Linked DNA regions of Mus musculus: regions 2, 3, 4, 5, 6 and 7 are each linked to region 1. Evidence: chromatin contacts called from public HiChIP or PLAC-seq and promoter capture Hi-C data. All regions are on one chromosome and are shown on one strand. The core of a region is the stretch at or near the end of the contact, and the rest is flanking DNA. Distances in the headings are between cores, read along the strand shown. Region 1 holds the start of Ddo (D-aspartate oxidase). Region 2 holds the start of 5730435O14Rik (RIKEN cDNA 5730435O14 gene). Region 3 holds the start of Smpd2 (sphingomyelin phosphodiesterase 2, neutral). Region 4 overlaps Ak9 (adenylate kinase 9). Region 5 overlaps Ak9 (adenylate kinase 9). Region 6 holds the start of Mfsd4b5 (major facilitator superfamily domain containing 4B5). Region 7 holds the start of Mfsd4b1 (major facilitator superfamily domain containing 4B1).

What was found. Promoter capture Hi-C pulls out the DNA fragments that hold promoters and counts their contacts. HiChIP or PLAC-seq counts read pairs in DNA pulled down with a chosen protein or histone mark.
Region 2: a contact with region 1 is called in a promoter capture Hi-C map of liver, with 3 times the contacts expected there. The contact joins the promoter of 5730435O14Rik here to the promoter of Ddo in region 1.
Region 3: an H3K4me3 HiChIP or PLAC-seq map of neural tube shows a contact between it and region 1, with 6 times the contacts expected there. The contact joins the promoter of Smpd2 here to the promoter of Ddo in region 1. A contact is called at or near these places in 10 of 39 promoter capture datasets (the 3T3-L1 cell line, the SN4741 cell line, cranial neural crest and 5 more), 1 of 484 Hi-C or Micro-C datasets (ventricular fibroblasts), 2 of 115 datasets of contacts at active chromatin or transcription factors (astrocytes and neural tube) and 1 of 9 other capture datasets (embryonic stem cells).
Region 4: a contact with region 1 is called in a promoter capture Hi-C map of embryonic stem cells, with 4 times the contacts expected there. The contact joins the enhancer-like site here to the promoter of Ddo in region 1. A contact is called at or near these places in 6 of 39 promoter capture datasets (the 3T3-L1 cell line, embryonic stem cells, hippocampal neurons and 2 more), 4 of 484 Hi-C or Micro-C datasets (the 3T3-L1 cell line, the N1E-115 cell line, cortical neurons and 1 more) and 2 of 115 datasets of contacts at active chromatin or transcription factors (astrocytes and embryonic stem cells).
Region 5: a contact with region 1 is called in a promoter capture Hi-C map of liver, with 3 times the contacts expected there. The contact joins the enhancer-like site here to the promoter of Ddo in region 1. A contact is called at or near these places in 12 of 39 promoter capture datasets (3T3-L1-derived adipocytes, the HPC-7 cell line, HPC-7-derived erythroid cells and 7 more), 1 of 115 datasets of contacts at active chromatin or transcription factors (astrocytes) and 1 of 9 other capture datasets (embryonic stem cells).
Region 6: a promoter capture Hi-C map of hematopoietic stem and progenitor cells shows a contact between it and region 1, with 5 times the contacts expected there. The contact joins the promoter of Mfsd4b5 here to the promoter of Ddo in region 1. A contact is called at or near these places in 9 of 39 promoter capture datasets (the C10 cell line, the HPC-7 cell line, HPC-7-derived erythroid cells and 5 more) and 1 of 9 other capture datasets (liver).
Region 7: a contact with region 1 is called in a promoter capture Hi-C map of stem cell-derived epiblast-like cells, with 4 times the contacts expected there. The contact joins the promoter of Mfsd4b1 here to the promoter of Ddo in region 1. A contact is called at or near these places in 7 of 39 promoter capture datasets (the C10 cell line, the HPC-7 cell line, embryonic stem cells and 3 more) and 1 of 9 other capture datasets (adipose tissue).

The regions. Positions count from the first base shown.
Region 1 is chr10:40,628,599-40,631,505 of GRCm38.p6, reverse strand. It overlaps Ddo (D-aspartate oxidase), which reads right to left and starts at 1,495. Exons shown (of 5, transcript NM_027442.5): 1 at 1,415-1,495.
Region 2 is chr10:41,566,637-41,569,543 of GRCm38.p6, reverse strand. It overlaps 5730435O14Rik (RIKEN cDNA 5730435O14 gene), which reads right to left and starts at 1,528. Exons shown (of 4, transcript NR_045341.1): 1 at 1,445-1,528. The region is part of intron 37 of Ccdc162 (coiled-coil domain containing 162); the gene reads left to right.
Region 3 is chr10:41,488,930-41,491,836 of GRCm38.p6, reverse strand. Smpd2 (sphingomyelin phosphodiesterase 2, neutral) reads left to right here and starts at 1,497. Exons shown (of 10, transcript NM_009213.2): 1 at 1,497-1,854; 2 at 2,277-2,373; 3 at 2,486-2,562; 4 at 2,813-2,906. The coding sequence starts at 1,805. It overlaps Ppil6 (peptidylprolyl isomerase (cyclophilin)-like 6), which reads right to left and starts at 1,398. Exons shown (of 8, transcript NM_028430.1): 1 at 1,216-1,398. The coding sequence starts at 1,356.
Region 4 is chr10:41,399,767-41,402,673 of GRCm38.p6, reverse strand. It overlaps Ak9 (adenylate kinase 9), which reads right to left. Exons shown (of 40, transcript NM_001370813.1): 27 at 2,783-2,907; 28 at 377-442. Among named protein-coding and RNA genes, the nearest start is that of Gm25626, 13 kb to the right of the region's middle. Within about 2 kb of position 1,358, at least 5 of the 459 cell types and tissues checked have an H3K27ac peak or open chromatin away from gene starts, as enhancers often do. A contact at or near this core is called in embryonic stem cells, where this site is marked.
Region 5 is chr10:41,340,107-41,343,013 of GRCm38.p6, reverse strand. It overlaps Ak9 (adenylate kinase 9), which reads right to left. Exons shown (of 40, transcript NM_001370813.1): 10 at 2,035-2,133. Among named protein-coding and RNA genes, the nearest start is that of Ak9, 38 kb to the right of the region's middle. Within about 2 kb of position 1,528, at least 4 of the 459 cell types and tissues checked have an H3K27ac peak or open chromatin away from gene starts, as enhancers often do. A contact at or near this core is called in liver, where this site is marked.
Region 6 is chr10:39,985,137-39,988,043 of GRCm38.p6, reverse strand. Mfsd4b5 (major facilitator superfamily domain containing 4B5) reads left to right here and starts at 1,398. Exons shown (of 4, transcript NM_001113385.1): 1 at 1,398-1,662. The coding sequence starts at 1,519.
Region 7 is chr10:40,023,717-40,026,623 of GRCm38.p6, reverse strand. Mfsd4b1 (major facilitator superfamily domain containing 4B1) reads left to right here and starts at 1,356. Exons shown (of 4, transcript NM_144821.4): 1 at 1,356-1,731. The coding sequence starts at 1,708.

The DNA of each region.
Region 1 (2,907 bases), core at 246-2,745:
GAGTAAAACTTCCTTCCGAAAAAGGGTCCCCAGGACCCAGCCCAGCAACCTTTTAAGCTCTCATTCCATAAATAACAGTGCGAACTTCGAGGTCTCTCTACGGGCAATTGCTACCAAAACAGAATCAGCCTAGGTTTGCCTGCCGTGCTCACCAGCACTAATCACATGGCATTCGGGGGTAGAATTCTAGTCATAGTGCCCTTGCCTAACTTTTTCCCTATGGGCACATTCTAGGGACTGCTGAGGAGGTAAGCTAGTCCTGGGAAGCAGCCGAGCTGTGACTTCTGCTCCCGGGACTCTAGGGAGCAGACACAGAGGTCATGTCTGGCTGCCACAGATGATTGCATAACAGGAAGAAATGGCCGCGGTCCTTTAGCCTCTGTGCCTTCACCTGAAGACAGCACCAAATGAATTCTTATTAGCCTCTTTGAGTAGTAAACGGCAGGCCGCTGAGGCTGTCTCCCAAATAGATCCCCTGTGGGAGGATGTAGGGAAAATGTAGATACCAGGCGCCTGCGCCAGGCACCCCAAGGCTGACATCTTGTGTGGAAGGTAGAGAGAGGGGCAAAGATGTCAGTGTCCTCCACGCTCTCCGCAGAGGCAGCAGGAATCTGTTACTTGGTGCTGACCTGTCAGCCTCCTGCCCGCCTTCACTTCTTTGTCTTACTATGTGTGCTCCATGCCCAACTCCCTCTATCTGGCTCAATTCCAGATTAAGGAGAGTGGACAAAACGTAATTATTCCAGTTAGTTATAGCCATTCCTTAGGGGTAAAGTTCTCTCAGCCAGCTGCTTGTGTTGTTAGCCTAAATCCCACCCACCCCTGGTACAATCCCTTCTTGCAACAGGCAGTGAACAGGGCATCAGGCCAGGTGAGGTTAGCCATGGCAGACATCATGAGGTCTGGCTATGAGTGGTTCTCTGCCTCCTCCCTAGCTCCACTTGACTCCCACTCCGTGAGCCTTGAAGCCTTTTCAGGGAGGTTTAATGTGCGCTTCTCCTCCAACTGAGCCGTGTGCGTTTCTGAGCAGGTGAGCTGAGATGTCAGACTGCCAGGGTTGAAGAAAGACAAGAGAAGATTCCCAGCAGGACACAGTCCAGTGGGGAAGGCTGGGAGAGGGAGGTCCTGGACTTGTTTCCAGAGGAGGTAATAGAAGACAGACGGCCATGATCTTACTAGTTGCCTATCTAGCAGCCTTGCGCCACAGCTCTAATAAGTTAACACTAGGGTGAAAAGCAATCTGTGGCTAAGAATAACCAGCTGCCAGTGGAGTGGAAAGAGAGCCAGAAACATAGGGCATGTCCTGATATAGTGTGACCTATCAATCTCTGGCCCCAACCCCACCAAGACACACCCCTAAAATCCCAGAGTGCATACAGAACGACCCTAGAGCAAAGAGTGAGGATTCAAATACCTGTCTCTGAAAAAGCAGTCTGGTATCCACCGGAGGTCCTGGCACCAACACTTGTTTTCCAGTGACCTGTTAGCCTGGTCTCCTAAGAGACAGGGAAAACAAAACTCCTTCCCATTGGGGAAATTATTAAGGACACTCTCTCTAAGCTTACCCTCCATTGGTCCATGCCACAGTGTCTGCCTCTGACTCCCCAGGAGAGAGGCACGTGTAAGCTCTGTGGAACTGCCTCTCTGCCAAGCCTGCAGGGGAAGTTTCGTCCTCTATGACCTGTCTTTGTCTGGCTTTCAAGAACTTCAGCTTGCCACCAGCCTGGAGTTTCTCCGGCTGATTTGTTTGCATGGCAAATAAATGGGTGGTCTGTCTGACTTCCAAAAAGTCCCAGCTAGAACCAAGCACTCGTTTCCCCTGCCGCATTGTTCAGAGTTGTTGATAGCTGAGATGCCGGCCTGGTGGCAGATGGAAAATTTATTCAGAAAATAAGTTAGGATGAACCAAATATTTATAGAAGGGAACTGGTATTTGCTGAGTGTCACCTCCTCAGAAACACACACAGCTCAGTAGTAGGAAAAGCCCACATTAAACCTCCCTGAAAGTCATTTGATTCTAGAGACGTAATTGGTTGTATCACAATAGCTATAATATATCTTAAAGATTTGTTTTACATTTAAATTGCTGTGGTCTGTTGGTCTGTGGTCTATTGCATGTTGTTCTCACATGCACGCAGTGCCCATGGAGGCCAGAAGAGGGCACCAGATGTCCTGGAGCTGGAGTTATAGGTGGTGGTGCGCCACCTGATGAAGGTGCTGGCAATTACATGTGTTAATCGCTGAGCCATTTCTCCAGCCCAGATAATATTTAATAGAATAATATTAACCACGTTAATATACTAATAAGAGATTTCGCTTTAGCCATGACTGTATCACCACGTAACACCATTCTCTTGTGAAATGAGACGTATCCTCCTTATTCTACAGATATAAACCGAGGCTCCAAGACATGTGGAAAAGCCCATGGTCTCTTGTGTGATAAAGGCCATTCTGTGTAGCAGACTCCCTATGCATGCTCTCAGCCAAGCAGAGGTCCTCTTTGTCAAAGCAGGGTCCTCACTATCTTATCTTGAGCAAGTCAGAGGCTGTCTCAGTCTGTCTTCCCATCTGAAAAGGAGAGAAAGATGATTCCTTTTGCATGTGGCCATGAGCCTCTGGTGAGCTCAGCTAGGTACGATTTTATACAAGGCTGTCTGGGTGTCAAAATGGAAAAGAAAGGGCATTGTCCCTTCAGTCCACAATCCCAAAGTCACAGAAAATGGAACAGTTCTGTGTCTAGGGGAATGGGTTCTTTCTCCACACACATCCAGCAACCAATATAGCAGACTCTCCAGCAGACACATCCGGTTCAGCAGGATTCTCTTTCAATTCTGGCACCTTCTACCTGAAGATGGTATCTGGTACCACAGGTTGGAGGCTCAGGTCTTAAGACTTACCCCTTATCAA
Region 2 (2,907 bases), core at 279-2,778, 940 kb before region 1:
TGTTAGTATAAAAAAGTTAAAGAGAGAAAAATGAAAAAGGCCTATGATACACTGAACTAGGAACTTTTTGTTTGTTTGTTTTTGGTTTTGCGAGACAGGGTTTCTCTGTGTAGCCCTGGCTGTCCTGGAACTCATGCTGTAGACCAGGCTGGCCTTGAACTCAGAAACCCGCCTGCCTCTGCCTCCCAAGTGCTGGGATTAAAGGCCTGCACCACCACTGCCCAGCGTAGGAAATATTTTTGAAGTGTACAGTTTGAGGGGGAAAAGCTAGTAACAGGCTAACAGCATCAAAGAGTAGCATTTCATTCCCCCCCCCACATTTCCTCCACAGCAGAAGTAGCACCAATAATTTTACATTTGTGTATATCAGAAAAGCTATCTGAGCTCTTTACCACCCTAAAATGTAGTGTTTAACAGTATTTACCCTTGGCAGGAAGCAGTTGCTAAAATTGAAAGAATTCATTTTGAATGACTCTTATGTCTGAGAAGGCGGCATGAGGGAGCACACATTCATGCTTGGACACCAGGCTCAGGGTCATTCATTAATAAGTGCTTGACAGACAAATCATCTCCATGCAACTATTACAATAAAAAAAAAAAAAAGAAGAAAATCTGTCCTGCTAGGCACAGTGGTACACACTTGTAATCCTAGCACTCGGGAGGCTCAGGCAGGTAGACTAAAAGTTCCAGGCCAGGGGGCCAGTAAGATGGATCAGTGAGTAAAGGTGCTTGCAGCCAAGTGTGGGTGACCTGAGTTCCATCTGTGGGTCCCATGGTGAAAGTGGACAACCAACTCATGAACATTGTTCCATCAAACCCACACACAAACACCATGGCATGCTCACATGCATATGCAAACACAGACACACACACACACACAGACACACACAGACACACACAGACACACACAGACACACACACACACACACACACACACGCAATGAAAAGGGAGGAAAATGAGTTCCACCCCAGGGAGCAGTGAGATGGCTGAGTAAGTAAAGGGGCTTGCTGCCAAGATTGGTGACCTGAGTTTGATCCCCAGAACCCACACAGTGGAAGGAGAAAACAGACTCCAGCAGGTTGCCCTCTGACCTCCACGTACAAACTTACACACATTCGTCAGTTAGTTAGAGGAAAGGAGACAAGAACTCCAAACTAGCCTGGACTACACAGAAAGAAAGACTGTATTTCTTTTCTTTTTTTTTTTTTTTAAGTTAGTAAATAAATAAATGAAATTTAAAACTTAAAAAAAAATCTGTTTTGGAAAAATGTGCTCAATTTTGGGTGGATATTGTTTTCTTCAGGTTTACATTTTTCTTAAGTTTTTGGAAATGTTCCCATAATTTTTACATTAAACATTTTAACCCTTAGTTATGAGGTAGAGGATTCTCAAGTGTGGTTGGAGATCCGTTTCCCCCAGATACAGATGTAGTCATATACTTACTCGGTGTTCATTTACACTGAAGCATCACTGTGTGTGCTGATGAGAGGCCCCATCTCCCAGGGGCAGGGGCCTTAAATCAAAACCCACTGTGCCTTGCTTTAAAGATTGGAGATGGCTCAGGAATGAAGAGTGCTTGCTGCTCTCGCAGCAGTCCCCAACACTGGGCGGCTTACAAATATGTTTGCTTTCAGTGGTGTACATGAACCCGTGCCGGCATACACACATAAATAAAAATAGTATGCACAAATAAAAATAGTGTATTAATCCTCAAAAACAAAAAAGAAAGGCCATTCTGCCACACGGTGCCACACAATGAGCCATGATGCAGAGTAAAACGAGTGTAAGGATCCTGAATTTGATATTTCTCAGGTTCCCTGAAGACTCTCAGAGAAAAAAGGTGGGATGGTGGTTTCCATGGGTGGGGACAGAAAGGGCAAATTAGTATTCAGTGGGTACTGGTTTTATTTTGTGAGATGGAAAGAGATTTGTCATGTGGTCATGATGCTGCCACTGTTCTGTATTTGATGACAGTTAAAAGAATAAGTTTTGTGATGTGTGTGTGTAAGTGTGTGTGTGTATATATACACACATATATACATCTGTATGTATGTATGAATTCCTGCTCATATATATATGTGTGTGTGTGTGTGTGTGTGTGTGAGCATTATATATATATATATATATATATATATATATAAAAGCACCATACACACACACACACACACACACACACACACACACACACACACACACACACGAGCTGCACACTGTTGCTCAGCCCATCGCTGAGGATAAGGATCTTTGATTTTTGGCAGGGCACGGAATGTTGTTTTCACTTTGAGGTCACCAACTCTACCATCCTCCTGCTTCTATTTCCCAGCTGCTAGGTCATAGGCGTGTGTCACCACACCCAGCTAAGGATAACATCTTGTAGGAAGGAAAGTAGGATTTGCAGGCGGGGCAAATCTCTATCAGGTGTATCTGCAGCTCAGGAAGTGCTTGGAGACCTTGGAGACGCCAGCCTCTGCTCACCTGTTGTCTGCTCACGCATGTTGTCTGCTCACACATGTTGTCCTCGGACACTGTACTGTCCCACCATCTGTCTTCTTGGTCAGTTTGGGCCATTCTTTAGCCTCTTGATGCTCTGAGCTCTAAGCATCCTTGTTTAAGTCATTAGTAGCTGTGAAGTCAGGACAAATCCCAAGTCCCCAAGCTGCCACACTAGACCTCCCAGGCTGTGCAGCTGCCAAAGACATGGGCCTGGAGCACGCAGTTATTCTGCCACACAGCCATGCTCTTCCAGCATGCTCTTCCGGTTCTCGAGCATCCTGCTGCTCTATTTCCTGAGAAAATCAGGTCAACCTGGCAGTCTTTCTTTAAAAACTCATGTCGTTGTCCAGTCTTTTCCCAGTTTCTAGTAAACCAGTCTCCATCCACCACTGGTGCTAATATTTTTTTCCCTT
Region 3 (2,907 bases), core at 248-2,747, 860 kb before region 1:
GGCCATCAACTTCCTGTCTTGGCCTTTTGGGTGCCTGTGTTACCATACCTGGGCACACTGTTTTTCTCAACATAAGTCTAAGACTGTGTCCCAGAACACCTAACATATTTACTAATTGAACTTCCCAGGAAGAAAAAAAAAAGGTTGCAAACACTTTGCCTGCAGTGTGGAACAACCACAGGAAATATTAATGTCTTAAGAGAGTCAAACAAGAAAGAGAGAGAGAGAGAGAGAGAGAGAGAGAGAGAGAGAGAAGGGAGGAAGGAAGGAAGGCCACTTTAGCTGTAAGACACTGGTTCATGTCTCAAAAATACCAAAAAAAAAAAAAAAACCCAATAAAGAAACAAACACAAGCACTAAGCCTTCATCTTCCAACACACACACAAGACAGCACTTTCACTCTGGATGCTAGAGCAAGCAAGGGTGTGTGTGTGTGTGTGTGTGTGTGTGTGTGTGTGTGTGTTCTGAGGGTGAATTCTACTGCCCTTGCTCTCCAGCTGGAAAAAACAAGCACAAACAAACTAGTTGCTGGCTCAGGGCTGCGTGTATTTCACCACCGTACCCCCCAGGTTTTTTCCTGTTTCCAGGTAGCAGGCGTGCTGCGGCATGATTGACCTGGCTACATTTGTTTGTTTCCTGGTGCATAAAATATCATTCTACATGTTTACAAATTCATACTTGGATTCTTCACAGCACTTCTGGGACATCTCTTAAAAATCTGAAAAGTATCTGATTCTGCTAAAATGCAGAAACAACTACAGAAATTATAAAGGAAAGGCCCTTCCAAAATTAAAGTACTAAAAAAAATCACAAGTGTTTTTTTCTTTTCTTTTCTTTTTTTTTTTTAAACTAGAGGCGGGGAGGCTGAGGTGGTATCTGGGGCACCGGGTTACCTCAGCGATGGTCCTGAAAGCTGGAGCTTTTGAATATTTTCCCGTAATTTTGAATTTTGTAAATCCATAATCCAATAAAAAATTTCACGTGAACTAGCATTTCCATGCATAGGTGTTCCGAAATTACCATTTTCCCAATACGGATCCCCGCGAACGCTCGCTCGCGCTCCGAGTCTCTTCCAGGTCGCCCTTCCTTGCGACCAGCATTTGTTCTCTATGCCCCCATCCAGCCCTAGGACAGAACGTGGACCCCCGCCCGCCAGCGCAGGCGACACCGCGGCAGGGGGCTGAGGTGCGCACGGCGTCTGGGGCGAGGGGTTACCTCAGCGATGGTCTTTGACACCTGAAAGCTGGAGCTTTTGAAGAGCCCCACCACCTTCAGCTTCAGGGGCGGCTCGGGCGGCAACCGCACGTGACATGCTGGGGGCTTCGACTTGGGCCGGCACGGCTGCTGGGTGGCCATGGCAGGGACAGCAGAGAGCCCGGAACACAAATAGTGCGAGTCGCCAGGGCAACCGCGTGGCTCCTCCCCGAACGCCCGCAAGGGGCGGGACCTGAGTGAGTTCGTGGGCGGGGCCTCGCATCAACTTCAAGCCTGTTGCTGGTGGAAGCCGAGCCGGGAACAAGGGAGGAACCTGTAGGCCGCGGTGCGGAGAACCCACCGAAGGACCTAAGAATCTGGAACAGTCCACCCGAGATTCCTTCCAGGACTGCCGGCGGCCTCGCGCAGCCAGCCCGGGATTTGCAGCCGACCTTCTTTCCGGGTGGAAGGACGGCCTTTGTCCCAGTAACGCAGGAGTCGCCCCCCACCCCCAACCAGCTCGCGTTCCTGGGTCGGGGCAGCGCAGGACAGGGCAATAAGCCTGTGCGCGCAATCCGCCTCGCCGCCCTTGCTCCGAAGCACTCCAGCCATGAAGCTCAACTTTTCTCTACGGCTGAGAGTTTTCAATCTCAACTGCTGGTAAGTAAGTGCTCCCAGGCGTGGGCTGCAGCCTCGGAGCCACCTTCCAGTCCCCTCTCGCACATGCCTAGGAAGGAAGCAGGTCTTCTTCAGCCGAGCTAGACCCTGTCCTTCCCGAACCACCAAAGTCCACATCGCCTAAAGACCAGAGCTTGGGTGGTTGCAGCAATCACCAAAGTCCCTATCATCCAAAGCTGAGGTGATGACAGCAGTAATCGTCCCAAACCTGGCCCATGTCTTTCCTTTTAAATGATTTACTTTTATTTTATGTACATTTGGTGTTTTGCCTGTATGTATGTCTGTGTGAAGGTGCCAGATTCTCTGGAACTGGAGTTACAGACAGTTGTAAGCTGTCATGTGCTTGCTGGAAATTGAACTGCTGACCCATCTCTTCTGCCCCCTGCGTCCTCCACCCCTTTTAGGGACATCCCCTACCTGAGCAAACATAGGGCGGACCGCATGAAGCGCTTGGGAGACTTTCTGAACTTGGAAAACTTTGATCTGGCTCTCCTGGAGGAGGTGAGGTTGTAGGGCAGGCTAGGTTGGAGGAGGGCAGCAGGCGGCAGGCGGCGCAGGAAAACTGTTCTGTCTGGGATGAAATCCAAGCAAGTATCCTCACCTTCTTCCTCAGGTGTGGAGTGAGCAGGACTTCCAGTACCTAAGGCAAAGGCTATCGCTCACCTATCCAGATGCACACTACTTCAGAAGGTGAAAAGCCTGTGTTCTCAGCCTGTTCTCAGACGAGGAAGCTCTCCAACATTCTTGCTTGCACCCTCGATCTTCTTCCTCTGGGTGTGAGAAGAGCAGGCCGTCACCCTCATCTTGCAAGGGCTGCTGTCTTAGGCTTTGTTCTGGGGTTGATCTTAGCAGTAGAGCTGGGAGACCGCGGAGGGGAAGAGGGCTGGCTGGGTACTCCCCTCCTTGCTCTTCTGGTTATTAAGCAAGAGTTGGTTTTCAGCGGGATGATAGGCAGTGGCCTCTGTGTGTTCTCCAAACACCCAATCCAGGAAATCTTCCAGCATGTCTACAGTCTGAATGGTTACCCCTACATGG
Region 4 (2,907 bases), core at 109-2,608, 770 kb before region 1:
TTGTATTGACACTTGTTCAGGATTCCTTTTTGCTTCTCTGCATACGAGAGAAGCCTCTAGAAATGTAATTGATCATTGTTTACAAGCCTCTAATTCTATGGAATTACCTAAAGTCTTTAAGACAGATAATGGGCCATCCTATACTGGCAACAATTTTATATCATACCAAAAATAAAAGAAATAAATTTTACTAATCCCCTTTAAACCCAGTGTGAGTTCCTGTACACTTTTAAACACGGCCTTCTCCTTCTTCCACTGTTGAGACTATGGTGTTTTATACACACACACACACACACACACATATACATATACATACACACATATATATATATATATATATATATATATATATATATATATATAATATTCTACTTACGTCTTCTCTCCTTTTTTTCTCTCTCTCCAAAATAAGTTCAGCTCTCCTTTTAGCGACCATGTCCTCCTGTTGAGGAAACATTTACAGGTTTACAATGGACAAATATGATAAAAATCACTTGCTGTGTATGTGTTAATGTACCTTTTCAAGCTGGGGCTAAGGTGTGGTGGAAGGTAGGGACCTCACCAGGAAAATACGTGATGGTGACTGACTTAGCACATCCTTGCCCTTCTAGGCTATCGCCCTCCCAAGTGTTGAAAATGTTTGGAAATCTATTTTCCTTATGGTGTAGACAGGTCTTTGGAAGCACAGCTGTGTCTCCGTGGAAAGTGTATACGCATACCTTGGAGGGCTGTGGGAAGCATATACGCATACCTTGGAGGGCCGTGGAAAGCATATACGTATACCGTGGAGGGGATACGCTCAGGCTCAGGGAGGGTGAAGGATTAGGTCCTGCTCTTCTCCGGGTCTGACATAGTGTATCTGTTCAAACATCCTCAGGGTTTTGGTGTTGCTTAGCTCAGGATTCCCCAAAGTTTAACTAATTACAGTGTGCCCGACAGAGGCTGGCACTGTCTTGGGCATTACAATATATATCCTTTCACTTTCTTCTCAAAACACATCATCAAAGCAGGCAATGCCCCTATTCTAAGGGTGTGATAGTGGGGATCCCTAGAGAACTGTACAACAGCACCCAGGGTGGGGCTCCCTGATAAGGAAAGCCAGAAGCACCTCGTCTGGCTGCCCTAGTGAAGGGCTTATTACACCTACTGGAGCTAAAAACACTGCTAGGAAATGGATTTGGACAACACTGGGAGTTCTAACCCTGACAGTGAGACTTGACTCAGACATTTAGAGGGCTGGTCTGTGAGGAATTGGAATGATGAATGAATGGGACAGTTTAGGGGCCAGTCCAGGAGAGAGCACCGGCAGGTCACCGGCAGGTCACAGATCCGGATAGTTAGTTGTGGGTGGGAGCTTTACTCTGCTCTCTCAATGCCCCACCAAGCCCATCACAGAGCCCATCAACTGCTGCTGTGCCTGACAGAGGCCTCCTGGGAGGCCTGAAACCCACTAATTTAGAAAGACAATGGAGTACTACTCAGCAATTAAAAATAATGAATTCATGAAATTCTTAGACAAATGGATGGACCTGGAGTTAACTCAATCACAAAAGAATACACATGGTATGCCCTCACTGTTAAGTGGATATTAACCAAGAAACTTAGAATATCCAAAATACAATTTGCAAAACACATGAAACTCAAGAAGAAGGAAGACCAAAGTGTGGATACTTCGTTCCTTCTTAGAATGGGGAACAAAATACCCATGGAAGTTGTTACAGAGACAAAGTTTGGAGCTAAGACAGAAGGAAAGACCATCCAGAGACTGTCCCACCCGGGATCCATCCCATATACAACCACCAAACCCAGACACTATTGCATATGCCAGAAAGATTTTGCTGACAGGACCCTGACATATCTTGTGAGTCTATGCCAATGCCTGGCAAATACAGAAGTGGATGCTCACAGTTATCTATTGGATGGAGCACAGGGCCTCTATGAAGGAGCTAGAGAAAGTACCCAAGGAGCTAAAGGGGACTGCAACCCTATAGGAGGAACAATGATATGAACTAACCAGTATCCCCCAGATCTGTGTCTCTAGTAGCATATGTAGCAGAGGATAGCCTAGTAGGCCATCAATGGGAGGAGAGGCCCTTGGTATTGCCCTAGTACAGGGGAATGCCAGGGTCAGGAAGCGGGGAGTGGGTGGGTTGGGGAGCAGGGCAGGGGAGGGTATAGGGGACTTTGGGGATAGCATTTGAAATGTAAATGAAGTAAATACCTAATAATAAAAACAAGAAAGGCAAGCATTAACATGGTGGAAAAAAGCTTCAAAGAAGTCCTGCATTTGGGAGGCAGAGACAAGGGATGTCTGAGTTCAAGGGCAGCCTGGTCTACAGAGTTTCAAGACAGACAGGTCTACATAGAGAGACGCTGTACAAAAACCAAAACCAAAACCAAAACCAAAACCAAAACCAAAACCAAAACCAAAACCAAAACCAAAACCAAAAAAGCTTCAAATAGTTTTAAATTCATATTAAAGGATGAAAACTTTGATGAAAAATGTCTTCATGCTTACTGCAGCATTAAAATTTGAAACTTTCAGCAGGGCGTGGTGGTGCATGCCTTTAATCCCACCACTCAGGAGGCAGAGGCAGGCGGATTTCTGAGTTTGAGGCAGCCTGGTCTACAAAATGAGTTCAAGGACAGCCAGGGCTATACAGAGAAACCCTGTCTCAAAAAACAAAAACCAACAACAACAACAAAAAAAAATCGAAACCTTGTTTTTGTGAACATTACTTAGAAACCCAATTAGGTGATAAACAGACATCTTCCCGTGTACCTTGATTTTTGTCTTCAGGTCTTTGATGAGTTTTTTCCTCTCTAATTTCTTGTGCTGTTTTGTCTTCCACTTCTGAACTTGGGCAGGAAGGAGACGATCAAAGATATCTTGATCATCGACTTGTA
Region 5 (2,907 bases), core at 279-2,778, 710 kb before region 1:
TGGAGTTACTAATGGCTGTGAGCTGTCCTGTGGGTATTAGGAACTGAACCCAGGTTCTCTGGAAAAGCAGTGAGTGTTCTTAGTCACTGAGCCGTTTCCTTCGAATGTTCTCATTGACTAGTTATATGTTTGTTCTGGAGAAATGTCTACTCAGTACCCTGACCCACTTGTGACCTGTTTTGGCACTGTTGTATCCTGGAGCATTCTTCATACCTTCGGGCACAAGCCCTTGCTGCACGCATGATCTGTAGATAGTACCCTTTACCACGTGGGCTACTTTCTCACTCGGCTGACAGTTCTTTGGTGTGCAAAAATTCTAGGTGGTTCTGTTATGCACCTTTTGATGCTGCATCCTGCTTTGTTTGGCTTTAGTCAGTACTAGATCCTACACCAGAAATGCTGTTTAAAGTAGACAGGGCATTAGCATGCTTCAAAGCTGTAGCTATACTACTGTGGTGATTCTCTAAGCATCCTCTACCTTTCATTGACAAGCATCTATCTAGAGTCTTTCAAAACACACTGGGGTTTGCATGTCAACCTGAGCCAAGTAGCTTCATACAGTATATTTATCTAACATTAAAGCAAATGTTCTCAGATTATTTTTGAAGACATTTTTATTTTATGTTTGTGTTTCCTTGGATGTCTGTATGTACACCTGATGTGGGGAAACTCTGCTAATTAAGTTCAAAGTCTACCATTGTCCAGATAGCCTTCTGGGGTGTCATGAGATGTGGGGGACTCCTTTCATCGGCAGGGGTTCCTCTTTTCTGACATTGTGTGGGGAGTTCAACACCCCCTCCTACACACACACACACACACACACACACACACACACACACACACACAGGCGCGCGCGCGCGCGTGCCTCTACCTAAAGAGTGTCACATAGCCTTAGTTACATTACAGGTTCAACTTCCTTTCTCCTAATAAGAACCCATTCAGCTGGCACCTGAGACTCCTGAAAAGCTTCCCCATGCTAATGAGGCAACACACTCCCTAAGCCTTCAGCCAGTGATTTTGTCTATCCTGGACGTTCCTATCCCTAGTCCCCCAAATTATATAAGCCTCCAAGTAAAGTTGATCTGCCTTCCTGTGGCTAGCTGTTCCCTATGTGTCTTCTGTGTACTCACAAGGTTTTCTGACCCGGTCCCTTTCTCTGCTTCCCTTTCCCTTGTGGACTGATATTGGCCTATGATCCCTAGGGGAGGTGAGGGCCACACCTGCTGCCAGAGTCAGTCAGAAAAGGGGATCAGATTGCCTGGAACTGGAGTTACAGATGGCTGCAAACCACCATGTGGGTATTGGGAACCATATCTGATATTCTTCAGGTGTAGGATGCACTCGTAACAACTGAACTCTCTCTCCAGCCCCACAAGGCTCTCAGAATTCATTGGCTTTGCAATTTCATTTCAGATCATGGAGATAAGCCATTCTGAAGAACATTTCACAACTCCTGGCATCAGAGCAAAGCACCATCGAAAGCTTTCGTAACTGCTTCTCCTGACTCTGTGCCCACCTCCCTTCTGCTGTGCCAGGTTCCACCTGCACTGACCTGCCGTGACCTCCGGGTTACGTGGTGTCCCAGAATGCATCAAACCCTCACGCTAACAATGCTTGTGTCTGTTTTTAGCACTTCTCTGTTTTATTGCACTTAGTGCCACAAATAATATTGTGCTCAGACTGTGGCTTCTTCCTAGGAGGAGATGTCTTTTAAAAAAACTTTTATTATATGTTTATTATATATTATATACATTATAATATATATTATGTGTGTGTGCTCTCTCTGCATGTACACTTACATGTCAAAAGAATGAATCAGGTTACATTATAGATGGTTGTGAGCCACCATGTGGTTGCTGGAAATTGAACTCAGGACCTCTGGAAGAACAACTAGTGCTCTTATCCACTGAGCCATCTCTTCACTCCACAAAGGGATGTCTTTATGGAGAGCTATCCCTTAGATCCTAGGAGATGACGTGCTAGGTACAGCTAACATGGAACAGGCATGCTTTCAAGCAGGTCAGTTGAACTTACAGTATCTATTATGTCAGTCATTTCCTCTTCTGTACCCTGAAGCTTGGTTATGACAGCTGCTCGTCTCACGTTCAAGTACTTCAGCCGCTCTATGACTGTCTGAATGTAAAGAACAAACATTTGAATTCATTGGCACTTGGGCATGGCAAACATTATGAAAAAGTCATGAGCTCATGCTTTTTCTGAGACTGCATGGAATCTACTCTGTCTTTCCTAGCTTCTATGCATTGCTGAAGATCTTTGTTGTTTCCTTAACATATATATATTACACATTAATATATGCTGTAGATAATATAGAAATATACAAAATATATAATATACATTTGTAAATTTGAATATTAAAATATTTATAAAGTTTATAAATATATAATATATAATATATAACTATATAAAATATAATGTATTATGCTTATAATGTCTTACATATATTATATAAAATTATACATTATCTAGCATATATTATATAAACATATATTATTTTAGTATATTTATCTTATAATATATTATATTATACAATATGTGTTTATATAATATATGAAATATATTTAATTATATAAACATATAATATAATTAAATATATGTATAATGTTGGTCTTTTGAGGGCAAGTTTCATGCATCTCAGGCTATCCTTAAACTTGTTGTGTAGTTGAGGATGATTCTGAGTTGAGGACTGCCTGTCTCTCCCTCCTGACTGCTGGGATTGCAAGAGGCATATGCCATGTGATACAGTGGATGCAGTGGGTGCAGGAGATGAAACCTGTTTCATGCATGCTAGGCAAGCTCTAAACTAACTGGGAACAGCTCAGCTTGTTGGTGTTCCTTAGTGGCTTGTATATGCATGGTTATGTTCTCTCCCTCTGATGCCACACTGGA
Region 6 (2,907 bases), core at 149-2,648, 640 kb after region 1:
CCTTCCTTCTTTTCCTTCCCTTCCTTCCTTCCTTCCTTCCTTCCTTCCTTCCTTTCCTAGGTTCCTTCCTTCTTTCTTTCTTTCCCTGTTCTTTCTTTCTTTTTAAGATCTTGGGTGTTGCTGGAGCAGTGACTCAGCAGATAAGAACAGCAACTGCAGGTCTAAAGGACCCTGGTTCAAATCCCAGCAACTGCTTGATGGCTCACAGCCATCTGAACTGTCACTAGCTGGGCAGTGGTGGCACACACTTTTAATCCCAGCACTTGGGAGGCAGAGGCAGGCAGATTTCTGAGTTTGAGGCCAGACTGGTTTACAGAGTGAGTTCCAGGACAGCCAAGGCTACACAGAGAAACCCTGCCTTGAAATGTAACCGCCATCCCCCCCCCAAAAAAAAAAAATCTCTGGTGTTTTCTTTCCTTTTTTAAAAAAGATCTGTCTTGGTTTCCCTACCCCCAGGTGATGTACCTCAGCAAAGACTCACATTTATGGCCCTTTCCCATTCCTCACAGCCCTTCCAGTACCTGGAAGTATCTGCAGGAATTGGGGTTAGTGTGTGTATCTGAGAGTGAGCCAATGAGTTAAGTATTTTTCAGTCCTAGATACAGAACCCAGGCCCCTGAGTATGTCGGGCAAGCACTCAAGCTCTGAGCTACAGCCCCAGCCCAGCTTTTGTTCATGAGCTATTATTACATGGTCCATAGCAGAGATCTGCTGGCCATTCTTGGGCGAGTTGTTATGTACTCTGTAAGCCATAATCCTCTTGGCTGCACAGGGCTAAAGTGGATTGTGTGTCAGGAGGGTTGAGATGCTCCGTGTGAAGGCTGACCCACAAGGTTCAACCCGTATTGGTATTGGTAGCATGAATGTGGTCAATGGCAGCTTTAGAAGCTCAGTTGTTGATGGACAGGACTGGGAGTTTGGGAAGTCGTGCAAGGTGGGTCCTGACTTAACCTGAAGGGGAGACTCCCCCTTGCAGAAAAGAGTGTTGGAATCCCTCGGAGCTAGAGTTACCGGTAGGTTGCAAACTGCCCAGTGTGGGTACTGGAAACCAAAGTCAAGACCCCTGAAAATTCTGAGCCATTCTCCAGCCCCAGAGCCTCTTGGCTGGGTTGTTCTGAGGCTGTGCTTTCTGCTTTTTCTCCCTCAGGGTACCAGTGCGTCCATCTGTGTGCGCTTACGTGGGAGAGATACTGAACGTGCTTCCAGGAAAGCATCCGGTCTTCCAGGCAACCACATTCCCTTCCCCCAAGAAGCTGGGTCCCTGATTGCTGAGAAAGACCTATTTCTGCCAAACGGTCTTCTTAGGGGCTGTGCAAGATGGGTGCGGGTGTCGGCACCACGTGTACAGTCCAAAGTGTAACTTCCCAAGGTCCTGACTGAGGACTGTCCGTGGGGGAGGAGGCACTGGGAGAAGTCTTCTGGTCAGACAGAACAGGGGCTCAGAGCTCCAGGGACCCTGCTAAAAAGCCAGACCGCACCAAAAACCCTTTGTTTGGAGCCTCCAAGCTGGAGTCGGAAATGGGGTCCCGTGGGTCCGGGCCCACGTCTGTTGAGCAGCACCTCCTCCAGGTTGAGACCCAAGGGAAGAACGGGCTCCAGGCTGTGGGAAGAACACTGCGCTGGTTCACCACTGTGGTTCTGAACGCTGCTTTCCTGGGGATGGTGAGAGCTGAGGCTGTAACCGCCTGCACTTTGTATGGCCTTTGTGCAACATTATTGAACTGCCCTGGGCCGTGGGAGAATGGCTACAATTTTAATCAAACCTGAAATTGATGACCCTAATATTTTCCAACTGCAGCAAACCTTACTTGGTTTCTGTATGAGGGAGAGAGAGGACTGTGCTGGTGTGTACCAATGGCCCTCCCTGTCCCAGGTGGTTAGACAGAAACGGGCTTTCCTAAGAGTTCTTCCTTGGGTCCTGACCAGATCCAGCTAGCAGCATAATTTCACTCCAAGTAGGAAGTGACTTTTCCTAGGTTGCAGAGTTGGTTAGGTTGATAAAATCAGGACGATGTCTCTCTATGATAATCCTTCTTAAATTGAGCCTTCGGGTCCTTAAATGTTTTTCCTGGAGCAGAGTGCAAAGCAAGAAGTGACTTTTACTGACCGCTTAGACTTCTTTTCAGTCCACTGTTTGTGATGGCCTGCCTTGGTCCTTTGGTAATTGTGACCTTGGAGAAATGAAAGTGAGTTGTCTGTGGAGTGATTGCAGGTAACTAAGGATCTCAGAGAGGGAATCAGAGGTGGCTACTGAAATGAGCACAAACGGCACTTTCTGTGAAGACAGCCATGGTCAGTTTGGTCCAGTTATAGAATTCATAATGAACAATAACAGATTGGTTATGAAATTCTTTATACCTTCAAAGGATGAGCGCATAGAGACATCTGTGACTCAAGGTAACCCAATAAAAACAGGAGACAGACGTTATGACAGTTATCAGGTAGAGAGGACTAAGAAACCAGAGCACACTCTTTTATAACAAGTTTCTGCGGAGAGCCACCCAGATCAAAATCAAACAAGCCAACACTCACATAATAAGGAGATCAACAGGCTTAGGGTGCAAGTCTTCATGGCCTTTGTCTAGACCAGTGGCTCTCAACCTTCCCAATGCTGCGACCCTGTAATACAGTTCCACATGTTAAGGTGAACTCCCACCCCCAACCATAAAATTACTCTTGTTGTTACTTCACAGCTGTAATGTTGCTACTGTTATGCATTGTAATGTAAATATCTGAGATGCATGTGACCCCTGTGAAAGGGTTATGACCCATAGATTGAGAACTGCTAGTCTAGGGTATAATAGCAATTAAGACCATTAGTTGCCTGTAAAATTGCCTAACTTAAAGAGTTACTTATTTTTGCAGTTAGCCTGGCAACATAAGCTAGGGGAACCTGGAGAGCCACTA
Region 7 (2,907 bases), core at 107-2,606, 600 kb after region 1:
GAGCCAGAAAATAAGGAGCCAGAAGATTAGAACAAATTGCCAAATTGTTAGAGGCCAAGCAGAGCGAATCAGTGGGAAGCTGAGAGAAGCCAGATTGAATCAGTCAGCTTGGAGAGGAGTTTGAGCCAGAAGAGCTGAGTTGAACCAGCCAGCCAGAGTTCAGAAAGAACTGGAAAGGGTGAGTTTATGCAGCAGCAAATCTAAAGCATTCTAGATTAGATTGTATCTAGGCTAAAAGTTTCCAGGCCTAGGGCTAGGGATACATAGAACAGAGAACGGAAATCCGTGGGCTCAGCCCAAGCTGTGTATTCGCACAGCTGTGTATGGCTCTCTTTTCATCCCATCCCATCATGAGGAAATAAATGTTTCTTTTACAGGCCAGTAACATTTTGTCTTTTTGTCGTATTTTTTATTTTCCTGATTTTCTCAGTGACCTGAGTGGTCAGCATGTTCTGGTATGTCAATATCTACTAGATTAAATGACATCACAGATTACAAACTTTTAGCCTTTTTAAAATGCCATTAAACATAATGACTTGTTCTGTAATTAAAATTAAAATTTATCAGATAATAAGCAACCTTTAACAGAAGTCAGGTTTTCTCCAAGTGGATAATTTACAGGAACATGGTTGATTTTGTTTGTTTGTTTTAAACAAAACAAAACATTCTTCCAGCTTTCTTCTTGACCATCTTATGAAAGAATGTTTTTCTCGGTATAAGTGATCAGTAATACAGAGATCAAGGAGGTTTTCAGGTGGAAAGAGCATTTTTCAGATAGATGATAAAGTTACATTGTTGTGTAACTTGAGTATAGCAAACGGAACAAATCCCGACAGCTGTACAGCCTTTCTCAGGCATTGCCAGGCTCTAATCATTTGTGGAAATTTGAACTGCCGTGCTTTTGAAACCACAAATTTGAACCCACACATGTGTCTTGAGCTATTTGGCCGTTGACTAGGCCCGTGATTGCTGACTGATCTTGGGGAACTGTATGTTCTCTCTGTGCTTGGATTCTCTCTGGACACCCGGGCTAAGGTGAGAAAGGAGCGTGGGGAGGATTGATGTGGCTCCAGGAGCCTATTCCGGAGCTTCAGCAGGTATCACTAGCCTGAAAGTTGAATAAAAGACCTGGAAAGCTCAGGTGTGGACGGAGGGTAGGGGTGGGGCGTGTAAAGACGACCTCCCAGCTAGCACTGGCGTGTTCCCTCAAGAGTTAGCAGCACACTTTATAGAAGCAGTAGCTAGGCTGCAGTAGCAGCTCTAACACGCGCTGAGCTCCGTTTCCTAGGCAACCACCATGACTTCCGGTTTGACTCCAGGTTGGCTAGTGGCCTGACTCTGTCACGGGAACCGCCACGATTCTGCAAGATGGAGAGTGAACATAACTCGGTGGCCAGCTGGGGCCAGGGTCGAAGTCCAGCCGCCGGAGGTCTTGAGTCAGGACGGTCCCTGGGGACAGTGCTATCAGGAGGGACCTCGGAGACTGGAGGAGCCTGAGTGCCGAGCCCCAGAGGGTGCACCGGCCCCCAGTAGCTCTCCGCAGCCGCCAAGCTGGAGCTGGACGTGAAGACCGGGAGCGTCGGGCCGGTGGCTGCGGCACAGAGGCTCCACCAGGCGGAGACCCGGGCGGAGAGCGAGCAGGCCACGGTGGCTTCCCGGCGGAGTGGCCGGACCAGGAGCGTGCTGCGCTGGTTCTCCACCGCGGTCATGTATGCCGCCTTCCTGGGGCTGGTGAGAGCCGAGGCTGCACCCCTCCCAGGCTGGGGCGCGAGCCTCCTGCAGGGGACCTGCCCTTCCCAGCTGGACTCTCACATTCGCTGCCTGCATGTTGTGTGACCTTGATCGCTGGGGCTTCAGTTTCATCCGCTTAACACATAGGCACTATTCTAATCACCGAGGGTCACTGTCAAGAGCGCGGGTGATTTTTGCCTAACATGATTTCCCCCTACAATCTATCTTTGTAGGGCTCCTCTTAGTACTAGGGAGACAAAAAAAGAGAATGCCAGGATCTGTAGCCACTGTCCCCTACACCTTAATTATTATACAGAGAAATACTTGGCTGGGGTGGGGGCTCTCTTTCTAGTGGCTTGATTAAATTACACCAACTGCTTGATTTTTACAGATTTTACAGATATAATGGCAAGAGCAAAATGACTTTTTCTTGTTCATACAAATGTTTAAGCGGTTGAGTCAAGCGCAGCCCTTACTCTGGTACAGCCCTCTTCAAACTAACTTCCATTGTATAAGTGATTTTCATGGAGCAAAGTACAAGGCTGTATGCGCTTTTTACAGATCCTGGAGCTACCCCCAATTCAGTGTTTGTGGCAAAGCTCCCCATTCCCTATCACTTCATGGTTGTAGGCCAACAGGGTCGAGAGGGTGAGTCCCCAGAGGAGAATAGCTTACTCTCTTCTAGACTCTGAGCCACACTCATTTCTTAGATTGTACTAATGGGACGGGATAAAGAAATCCCTGCAGATGCTTACTGAGCGCTCGCTCCCTGGGCTGGGTTTTGAGTCTTTGGAAGACGTGAAGTGTTTTCACTCTTCGTGTGTGAGCTACTTATTGCGAACCTGCGCTCACTCTGGTTCGTACCAATGCTGTCTAGGTAAGGTGCACAATTAACTTTGGAGCACAATGGTACAATTAGAATCGGTAGTTCTTGAAATGTAAGTCAATTAGAAGCTTTAGTTAAGGGATTTCTTCTAAGTTCCAATTTATTAGCCTGTAGGTCTTGTTACTCCTATTAAAAAGAAAAAGCTGGAAAAGTTCATTTTTGCTTCTTCTTTATACAAAGTGATGTTGCAGGAACATCTGAGTCAGGACTTAAAGACAGAACAAGAAAGTCAAGTTCAGAAGGAGCAGATTTTGATAGTAGGTCAGTTATCACTGTTGCCCATTTCTGGG